2 separate regions of the Mus musculus genome follow, and region 2 is linked to region 1. The links are chromatin contacts, called in public ChIA-PET maps. All regions are on one chromosome and are shown on one strand. Each heading gives the region's core, a stretch centred on a gene start, on an enhancer-like site or on the middle of the called end of the contact. The rest is flanking DNA. Distances are from core to core; before and after follow the strand shown.

What was found. ChIA-PET counts read pairs in DNA pulled down with a chosen protein or histone mark.
Region 2: an RNA polymerase II ChIA-PET map of memory CD8 T cells shows a contact between it and region 1, with 12 read pairs. The contact joins two enhancer-like sites. A contact is called at or near these places in 7 of 39 promoter capture datasets (the C10 cell line, cranial neural crest, embryonic stem cells and 4 more), 1 of 484 Hi-C or Micro-C datasets (embryonic stem cells), 9 of 115 datasets of contacts at active chromatin or transcription factors (acute myeloid leukemia, embryonic basal ganglia, embryonic stem cells and 2 more) and 1 of 9 other capture datasets (adipose tissue).

Annotation. Positions count from the first base shown.
Region 1 is chr4:148,681,069-148,686,071 of GRCm38.p6, reverse strand. No RefSeq gene overlaps it. Among named protein-coding and RNA genes, the nearest start is that of Gm572, 40 kb to the right of the region's middle. Within about 2 kb of position 2,256, at least 65 of the 459 cell types and tissues checked have an H3K27ac peak or open chromatin away from gene starts, as enhancers often do. A contact at or near this core is called in memory CD8 T cells, where this site is marked.
Region 2 is chr4:148,938,473-148,943,475 of GRCm38.p6, reverse strand. Casz1 (castor zinc finger 1) reads right to left here. Exons shown (of 21, transcript NM_001159344.1): 11 at 4,154-5,001; 12 at 2,062-2,194; 13 at 1,746-1,809; 14 at 419-573; 15 at 151-273. Among named protein-coding and RNA genes, the nearest start is that of Gm13205, 11 kb to the left of the region's middle. Within about 2 kb of position 2,670, at least 189 of the 459 cell types and tissues checked have an H3K27ac peak or open chromatin away from gene starts, as enhancers often do. A contact at or near this core is called in memory CD8 T cells, where this site is marked.

The DNA of each region.
Region 1 (5,003 bases), core at 1,007-3,506:
CATGGGTCTTGGGGGTGGGGGTGGGGTGTTGAACTCAGGTCCCCATGCTCGTTAGACTGCGGGAAGCATCACTCCAGTCCTAGCAAATCTTCTTGAGGGCTTACCCTGTGCCAGGCACTGCCCTCGATTTCCCACCCCCATCCCTACCCTCACCCCTACCCCCACCCCCGTGTGAGTGACACAAGGCAGACAAGGAAATGTGTCAAGGCAAGGGCTCGGCTCTGTCCGTCACACTGGAAGTGTTTGGCCATATCATCCACCGCTGTCATTATTCCTTCCGAACCCACTGTCCATGGCCTCTCAGGAGAGGGAACCAGTTCCGAGAACAGCACCCCCAAGACTCCATCAGGGAGGCGAGGAGCGGTGGGCAGCCATGGCTACTGAGGGTGGTAACTGAGAGCAGACACTGTGCCCACGGCTCTTGGGTATAAGCAGCTGGAGACCATGGAATGTCCATAGAACTCTGGGGCCAGCAAGGGTGAAAGGGTGTGCCTTGTTAGGAGCACAGCATCTGCAGACCAGAGCTTTACTCACCAGCCCAGGCTGGAACATAGTTCTGTCCGCACACTAGATGTGGGGAAGCAGGGCCCGTGCTGCCCAGCAGCTCCATGCCAGCTCTTCCTGCCTCTGGTGGAGAAGGCAGGACCCATAGCAAAGCAAAGGCTGGGGTCAGAAACAAAGTGGCTCAGAACGAGGCTCTCAGGCTTCCAAACCAGAAGGTGATACTGGCTCTCTCTCTCTCTTCACTGTCTCTGCACCCATGTTGCTGTTCCCATGCCACAGGTAGGAAGACAAAGGCTCGAAGCCCCGAGGCACACTGACACTCACCCATGGCAGCACTCTGAGGAGAAAGCACAACAGGGATGTAAGCCAGGACTCGGTAACTCCGAAGTCTGTTCTCTCCACCCAATTCACTTCCAGGAAGCCTGGTCCTTCTCCTCCCTGTACTCAGGGTTAGCCCAGGAAGAAGAGCGGTAGCCTTGCAGATAGACCCTGCAGGTAGGGAACACACTTGACATCCTCCCAAGATAGATGCCTCTACCAGATGTGGCAAATGCACAGGGCTTCATACACCCCAGGATTACTTCAGATGGAGCCCCAACACAAAATCATATTGCACAACCCTCGACGACGACGATGATGACGACGACGCAGTGTCAAAGGCTAGACTGTCTCCTTCAGGCGGGGGGTGGGGGGTGGGGGTGGGGGATGGCTCAGAGGGTACAGGTACTTGCCTCCAAGGCTGATGTCATGACTCCTTGGGTCCCACCTGATGGAAAGAGAGACCTGACTCCTGCAAGATGGCCTCTGCTTCTGTGCCATGGCACACACATGCTCCCCTCCCTGCAACAAATAAATAAATAAATGTAATTTTTTAAAGGTCGAATTTAAGCCAGGCAGTGGTTATGCATGCCTATAATCCTAACACTAAGGAGGCAAGGCAGGCGGATTTCTGAGTTCGAGGCCAGCCTGGTCTACAGAGTGAGTTCCAGGACAGCCAGGGCTACACAGAGAAACCCTGTCTTGAAAACCTAAAAAAAAAAAAAAAATTCTTTTCCAGAGAAGGAGGCATATTTGTCCTGACTTCCCCGGAACATGCATGGCAATGGTATAATTTTACATTTTTCTTTTCATTTAAAAGTTATATATATTTGTGCCAGGTGTGGTGGCCCACACCTTTAATCCCAGAACTTGAGAGGCAGAGGCAGGCGGATCTATGTGGTTGATGTTCGAAACCAGCTTGGTTTACAAAGTGAATTCCAGAACAGCCAGGGAAACCCTGTCCCGGAAAAAAAAAAAAGAAAATAAAGTTATATATTTGAGGTGTGTGTGTGTGTGTGTATATGTGTGTAGACCATTCAGATATAACTGACATGTCAAACGAACCATTTCCTGGCTATATCTGCTTAGGTCGTGTCTATGTAAGGGGAAGACACTAAGTGAATAGCCACCCAGTATGTTGGTGGGTAAGACCCAGGTGTGAAAGCAAAAGCCAGCATCCTCCTGCCCAAATGAAGCACCAGATGGGAAGGAAGTTGGGATTCTGGCACCACCGACCATGGTGAGGACCAGGAACAGGTAAGCATGAGCTTGCGAGAGAGGCCAGTGGATGGCATTCCCCATCCATCCAGGCCCCACGTTAGGAGCCTGGAGGCCATATTGCCGGCTCTCCTCCCTGGGCTGCATGGCCCCGCAGCTGGCTGGTGTAGAGCACACATGTTTTGACTGAAGCCCTCTCCCCCCACCTCTTGAACACGCTAACATTAAAGGGAGCGTAGCTTTGTAAAACTGAAACTATAAAACGCTTCTGAAACCCAGCCCGGGGGATTAAAGAAACCACATGAAAAGGGACTCGGGCCGACCTGGACGCTGACTTCCTGTTCAGAAGATCGCTCAACATGTGCCTCCCACCCGGGCTGGTGGTGTGGATAAGGAGGAGGAGGCAGGAGGATGGCCAGGGCCAGTAGAGGCATCCAGGAACCCCCACTAGTCCAAAGAATAGCTGATAGGCTTGGCCCCGTGACCCCAGCAGAATCCTTCCAGGCCTCTGACTTCCAGAGACTGAGTAGGGTAGACATGGACTTTGGTCTGAGGAGCCTGGTCTGTAGTAACAGGCAGTTCAGGGGTCATGCTATGGCCAGGCCAGCTCCCCAGCTTCTGCCAGTCTCCTCTGCTGTCTCACTTGGTGTCCAGAGGCCTGGATGCTTGGCTGTGCAGGAAGTCCCTGGAGCCCCAGCTCACCCTCCTGACCAGACAGGATGAGCCTCTCTGCCAGGGGCTGTGGAGATGGCTCAGGTCAGTAAAAAGGAGGGGAACCTAAAGAGATGGCACAGTGGTTAAGAGCTCACAGGTTGGTCTCCCAAAGGACCCAAGTTCAATCCCTAGCACCCACAGCAGGTGCCTTATAGCTTACTGCTTTAACTCCACATCCAGTTTATCTGATGCCTCTGGCCTCCACCGACACCTGCATTCACGCACATATATGTGCATGCTTACGTGTGTGTGTGTGTGTGTGTGTGTATGTGTGTGTGTGTGTGTGTGTGTGTGTGAGAGAGAGAGAGAGAGAGAGAGAGTCAGTGAATCTGTCTCCACTAACCACAGGAGCTGACGGTAGATTCAATCGTCATCTCTGCCATTTCTCAGCTGAGTCCACTCCAACCCACCCTATAGGGCCACTTAGGGGAAAGCGGTCAGCGAAAAATGCCAGGTGTGTGGGGAGCTCCCCAGGGGAACTGCCCACCAGTGCTTCTCACATTATTGAGCAGGGCAGAGTTAGAGCAGTAGTCTGGGATGCTAGGTCCTGCTGGCACAGCCAGAGTCTGGGGCTGGCCTCACAAGCCTGCGGCTTGGGTTCTCTGTCTCGCTAAGTGGCCCCTCTCTTAGCCCAGGGGGGTTGGTCTTGGGAAAGACAAGCTGGTCAGGGGTCTTTTCAGACTCTGGTGCTCCAGTTTGGGGGGGCTCAATCTGCCTCCTTCGTAGATTCTTGATTTAGTGGCCAAAGAAAGACACTCAAGCACTGCCAGTTTTGAGGATGCATACCCCGGATACACTCTGGGCGGACACGCACTCATGCCCCCTGTATTCCACACACACATAAATGCAGACACCCTTCTGGGACACACACCACAGGCCACTTGGCAGCCACCCCCAGCCCCCAGCTTCTCTAGAGTCCTCCCTCTGTTACATAAACTCCCCGTGCCCTCCAGTGTCCCCCGCAATCACTTACCTAATATTAGGATATTAAAAAATATGGCAAGATTTTAAGAGACTTATTAAAATGCAATTAGCAGCATGTTCGACCTAAGCAGGGAGATTATTTTTAAAAATGACTTGATTGTGCGGAATACCACGCACCTTCCTGAGGCCGTAAACCTGCCAATCACACACACTCAGAAAGGAGATTTCCCTGCTGCCTTTGCCCTTCAGGATTTTCTCGCGCCCCCACCCTCCCCACCGCCGCCCCGGGACTATGAAGGTGGTGCCCCCAAAACCTACAAACTCTGCCCATTTGCACGTAGTTACACTAAGACTATCTGAAAGACCCCATTGGGAGGAAATCAATGGGTTAGTCAAGTCCAAAGATAAACTTGTCGAAGCTTAAGAAGACAGCCAGAGAGTGGGCAAGACAGGGGAGGGAAACCCTACCCCACCTTATGGGGAACTGTTCTTTGATAGGAAAAGGCTGAAGAGAAAAGCTGAAAGGAGGAGGAAGACTTCCTAGGGAGAGAGTTACCGCTGACCTCTTCTGAGGGTTGTACCCCAGAGGCCCCCCCACCCCTAAGCCCCCAACCCTTGTAGCAGCCCCAGGTCAGGCTGGAACAGTGTGTTATGCTGCCCCCTGCTGGCTGCTCTTTACATTGCAGCTCCACTTTTAACTGGAGACCCAGCTTCAGGCTCTGGGGTCCAGTGTCAGCCATTCTCCATCTAGAAGGGCCACGAGGACCGCCGCCCACGACCCCACCACCACCTTTAACCAAGATCTCTCCCAGGCAGGACTCGGATCTACAGAGAAGCATGCACTGGTGTCGTGGGGAACTCTGCGGTGAGTTCCCATGCAGCCCCGCCCTGGCTGGAGGAGTTTATCAAATGTGCTTTCTGCTTCCTGGCATTAGGCTCCCCTGGCACTTTTATTCCAGCCATAAAAAGGCTATTTCATTGAGAAATAAAGTCCCATCTCCCTGACGTGTAACTCCTTTCAGAGCTCTTACTCAACTGCCAGGCAAAATTTATGCTTCCTGGATGCTCTCTCTTGTGATTGCAACTGGAAATTGGGCAGAAAGCTGGAAGGCAGATCTCCTTCCTGGCCAATAGGACCTGGGTTTGTTTCTTTGGTCTAAAGGAATTCTGAAGACTCAAGGTGTGCTGGAAGGATTCCTTGCCTAAGAATATGAAGACCTTGAGTTACTATTTTCCAGCTATCTATGTGACCTTGGATCAGGCTGTGAGCCTCAGTTTCTGCATCCATAAAATGGAAACAATCGTTTCTTTCTTCCTCAAAGGGG
Region 2 (5,003 bases), core at 1,421-3,920, 260 kb before region 1:
GACAACTGCTGTGGGATAGATTGCTTAGAGGGTGGCTAGAGGCCTGTGCCATCCCCACTCCCATTAGGTCCAGGGCATAGCATAGATGGGGTGTTTTAAGGAACACCCTCCCCTCCCCCTCCCCTCCCCTCCCCCAAGACCCTCACTCACTTTGCATGTTTGATGGCTCCGTCCAAGGTGCTGAAAAGCGCACCGCACTCCTCCACTACACAATGGAAATGCGCCTTGTGGAGGAAGTCACACTGGGCATCACAGAAGTCCTTGGTACCAAACCTGGTTAGAAAGAGATCAACAGTTAGATTATCTCAGTCAGAGGTGGGGCCTTGGCCACCAGGGTGGATGAGAGCAAGACCCTCTGTCCTTTGCTTCCCCCCCCTCCCCGCCCCCACCCCCACCCTGTTCTCAGTAAAGCCCTCACCTGCGGAGATACACCTTCCAAGGCTCTGACAGCTTCTCTTGAACTAGTGCCTTCACGGCCTTGCCCAAGAAAGGCGAGGGCTCCCCGGCGGGGCTCCCCTCCGCTTCTGTCTTGATGCTCAGGAAGCTTTCGAGGCTGGGGTTGCCCTGAGACATCTACAAAGAGAGGAGAGCTTGGAGCTTGGGGAACCCCCACCCCCCACCCCCGACAGACAACACCTCTGAGCCCTGCCCTGCTGAGAGCAGAGAACACACACCCTCTTTAGCCTTGGCTAGAAAGGAGGCCAAAAGACTGTGGCTCTGGTCCCCTGGAGGCAGGGCCTCAGGTAAAGGACCAGCCTGCAGCTGGAGCCATCATTTAAGCTGAGGCCTCTGCTCTGGGTGCACACTGCAGCCCACCTTGCCCTAGACCTTGCCGCTCCCTGATCATTCTCCTACCAGAAGGTATTCATAAGAAACCCGAGCGGAGGGTCAGTGTGTGTGTGGGACCCCTGTGAATTTCTTGAAGATAAAGGCCACGCAAAGGAGGACAAGACATTTTCACAGGGTAAGAGCAAGCAGGTTCACTGTTACTGCTAACGTGGAACGTGAGGGAGCACGGGGTAGGGACCAGAGGAGGGCAAAGGACAGCAAGAGAGTAACCAGGAAAGGGCGGGCAGCAAGGCATCAGGGCACCAGCAGCTGGGGCTGCGGCACCAATGGTACCCAGCTGGAACCCACCCACCGCACGAGGTCCACCCCAGACCCAGCTCCCTCTTCAACCCAGTCACTTGTGTACAGTAACCAAATTAATCTTGCTGCAGTCAAATTTATCATGTGAAGGGGAAAATATATTTGAGATGATGTATAATTCACAAAGACCCTGCATTATTTAAAATAAATGTTCTGGAGCGACCTCTCCGGAAGGCGTCCGAGAGCATTACTCAAGCCGAAAAGTGGAAATTGATGCTTTGCTCCCACTTTGGCCTTCCCCTCCCCCACCCCTTTTTAAACAAACAAAAAAATATACAAAATAAATAAATAACATTAATAACTGAGGGCCAGAGAAGTTAGAGGGTTCTGGAAAAGCTTTTGGAGCCCACTATCCGAAGGGGGGAAAAAAGGGTGTCAGAGGCTGAAATATATTTCTTCAGCCAGTTCATTAAATTAATTTGTAAGCAGTGGCTCTGAAATTATATTCGATGAAAAATGGCCTCAAAATTTAAATGGTACAAACTCATCTTATTAGAGGGAAAACATTAAAAAACAAACACATCCCCCCAGCCCCCCAGCACGGCTTTAATTTCTCTGGGTGGGGGAACGGGAGGCGTGTGATGGATGGTTCTTACCTTATTCATAAGCGAGGATAAAAGAGATGAATTTGCCGAGACTGCGTGGCCATTTGATTCATTACTGGAACACACAAACCAAGGGCCTTCAACTCAGACATCCGTGGGCCCAGGCCCAGAGGCCCTTCCCTCCCAGTCAGCCAGCCCAGGGCTCTGAGATTTCCACTCTCTGCTGTGACTGCTCGGTGGCAGAGTGAACCCTGGCCGGGAGGGTGAGCTCGGCTTGGTTCCCAGGGCTGGCTGAGACTAAGAGGCGCAGACCACCTCTCTGGGGCCCAGGCCAGCATCTGCAGGGGTTTCTCTGGCCTTGCCTCACCTGGGATCCTTCACGGTCAGGTCTAGACTGCGGTCTTGGGAGGCCTCGTGGGGACCTGGGGTGCCAGCACTGTCAGGCTCCTGCTTCACCTGGGCCTGGGGGAACTTGGTGGGGGTGGGCTGCTGCCCACTTCCTGCAGGTGAGGGGAGGGAAGATGGGATCAGAGGGGCTCAGGTTTAACACGGGCACAAAATCTAGTACCCTCGTTCCTTTACACCCAAAGGGCGGGCAGTGGGCCGAACAGGCAGGGGGCCCCAGGAGCACTGGCTGCTGGTCAGCGGCTCTTCCGGCTGACGAGATCACTTGCGACGTGTACCCCTGTGTGGCAATTCTTCAAGTGATAATTATTGCAAAATTATGTCAAAGTTGTCCTGGCTTAGGGCCTCCTGGAGGAGGAGAGCGGGTGGCTGGGGAGGGGGCCTGGGCGGGGACAGGGGGCCCTTCATTTCCACCACCAACTGTCACAGTCGATTTGCGGGGCTGCCGCTTAAGCTTTTATTAAAGACTCTGTTAATGCTGAGGGGAAGTGGCAGATCTGGACTGGGAGCGGCCCCTCCGTAGTCCCTGCCCACTGTTGCCGAGGCGACGGCCCTGTCTGCACTGAGCATGCCCGCGGAGGGCATGTGCTGTGTCAGGGCTATCAAGGCTGACGGGCCAATCAGGGTGGTTCAACCTATGCGACCTCAGCCGTCTTTCAAGCTGTCCAGGGCAGCGACTGCAGGCCCGCCTTGGATGCCTGACTGGGTACGAGGGGGAGCTTGGTGGGAAGAGGCCACAGGAGGCTGACAGGGCAGGGCCAAAGGAAGTTGCTGACAGGATGGCGTCCAGTGAGCCTTGCTCCCCATAATCCCCAAGTGACTGAAATATTAATTTGCCCCAAGGCACTACAGCTTACAGAGAGCTGCACCACAGAAGCAAGTGACATTTTATTAAAGATGAAGGGAAACAGCTTCCTTCCCCTTTATCTGACCTTTCTTTTGGGGGGGACGAGGAGGAGAGGTGCTTCTGGGGTAAAAGAGTAACTTGGCAGTCTGGTAGCAGAGACTTCCGTGGCTCTCCCTGAAAGCCCCTGGCTGGAGGAGTGAGCATAGCTACAAAAGTTCCCCCCACCCTTGAAGTGGAAGACAGGGGTCCCAAAGGGGTCACGTGCCTCTCATGAACCAAGAGGACTTCTAGCCTTCAGGAATCCACACTACAGTCACCTGCAGTCACCTATTCTAGGCTCCAGAGAAAAAGCCCAGCCTAGCATCCCCAAGAGTTGGGACAGGAGCCCCATGTGGGTGCAAGAGACCCTTGGTCTTGGCTGGTTCTGAGATGGTTTTGGATGGGAGTGGAGCATGAAGGCTGGGCAGCCAGGCTGCTAAGGATATGGCTCTCTGTCCCTGTCCCACCTGCTCCACAGGGTGGGGCTTCTGTCTCTCCTCAGCATCCAGCCCAGCACGTAGCCAGCAAGCTCCTCTGGGCAAACCAGTGGTTTGGAGGAATTAAAGGAGCCACATCCACGGTGTGAGCTGAACTCTTTCTAGGAATCCAAATAGCACCCACTACCCCCCGAGGAAGATGGGCAGGGAAAACAGGAGAGAGGAGAAAGAAAATTCCCAAAGGAAAGGGAAGGAGAGAGGAGAAAGAGAAAGGAGGACGAGGGAGAGAGCCTGAGAGTCGTCCTATACAGGCGTGGGATGCGAACACCCATTCCCTGAGCTCATGTGTCACTCTGTGTCAGCTAGAGAAGAGCGGAGAGAAGAGGTGGCCTTGGAGGACTCTGCTCAGGGACTCACTGGTGACAGAACCAGTGAGACCTGGCGCCATTAGGCCACCCAGGTGCTCAGAGACAGGAACCACTCACCAGCTCCACATACAGAGGAGTGAGTCCCTGGGTGCATGGCCAAAATGAGGGACCCCCACCCCCAAAGGGCAAACAAATCGACAGGATGGAGACAGAGACCAAGCAGGAAGGGGCTGCTACGTGGGGGCTGCAGGTGTGGGGGCTGGGCAGACACTTCCCAGCCTGCCCCATGTTCTTCAGTCTCAGGCCCGGGAGTTGCCAGTTTCCCAGTGTGCTTGCTCACTGGGCAAGGCCCAGCCTGCTCACCTGGGTCAAAGGTGGCAGAGGGCTTGAGGGCGGCCGCAGCCAGTCTAGCCATCATGGGTGAGATGAGGCCTTTGCTTGCAGAGATTCTCTCAATGATGGAGGCAGGGGGCACCGAGAGAGAGGTGGCAGCCGTGGGGGCCGAGTCTCCAGCTCTGGAAGCCATCAGGGCCGGCATGTCAGGGGTTGCTGAGGTTGTGGCCCCAGAGGACATGGAGCCCAGGAGCCCTGGAGATCCCACAGGCAATGAGGCGCTCCCACGGTTAGGAAGCAGAGGGAAATAGGGTGTGGTGGTGGGCAGGCCTGAGTTAGAGAGGGCCAGTGCTAAGGGGATGGAACCAGACAGGCCCTGGGGCAGCAGGCCTGCCATCTTGCTATTGGGAGGCTTGGTGGCACTGGGGATGGCCTCAGCAGTGGTGGCGGCAGCCGCAGCGGCCAGGGATGCGGACGATTGCTGGCTGGTGGGGGAGGCGCTCAGGCTGGAGTTCTTGCTGCTCAGGGCAGAGAAGTCCACGAGGTCATCGTTGCTGGATTCCTCGTGCTCCGTGTCCTTGGCGCCCAGCAGGGAGGCCGGCAGCCCCAGGGCCCCCGAGGACCGGATGTGCCGCCGCTCGTGCTTGCGCTTGTGTGAGGTCATCTGGCTGGTGGAGGTGAAGGTGAAGCCGCAGCCGGCGCGGATGCAGTGGAAATGGTTGGTGGCCTTGCTGTACATGCAGCCCTCGTATTTGCACTCCTCGTACTTGTAGAACTTCTTGAAGCCGTCCTTGGCGTAGGCATCATCCTTGATGTGGTAGCTCTTGTGCTTCTCGATGTCACACTTGTTCTTGAAGGTGAATGTGCAGCCAGGGCGCCT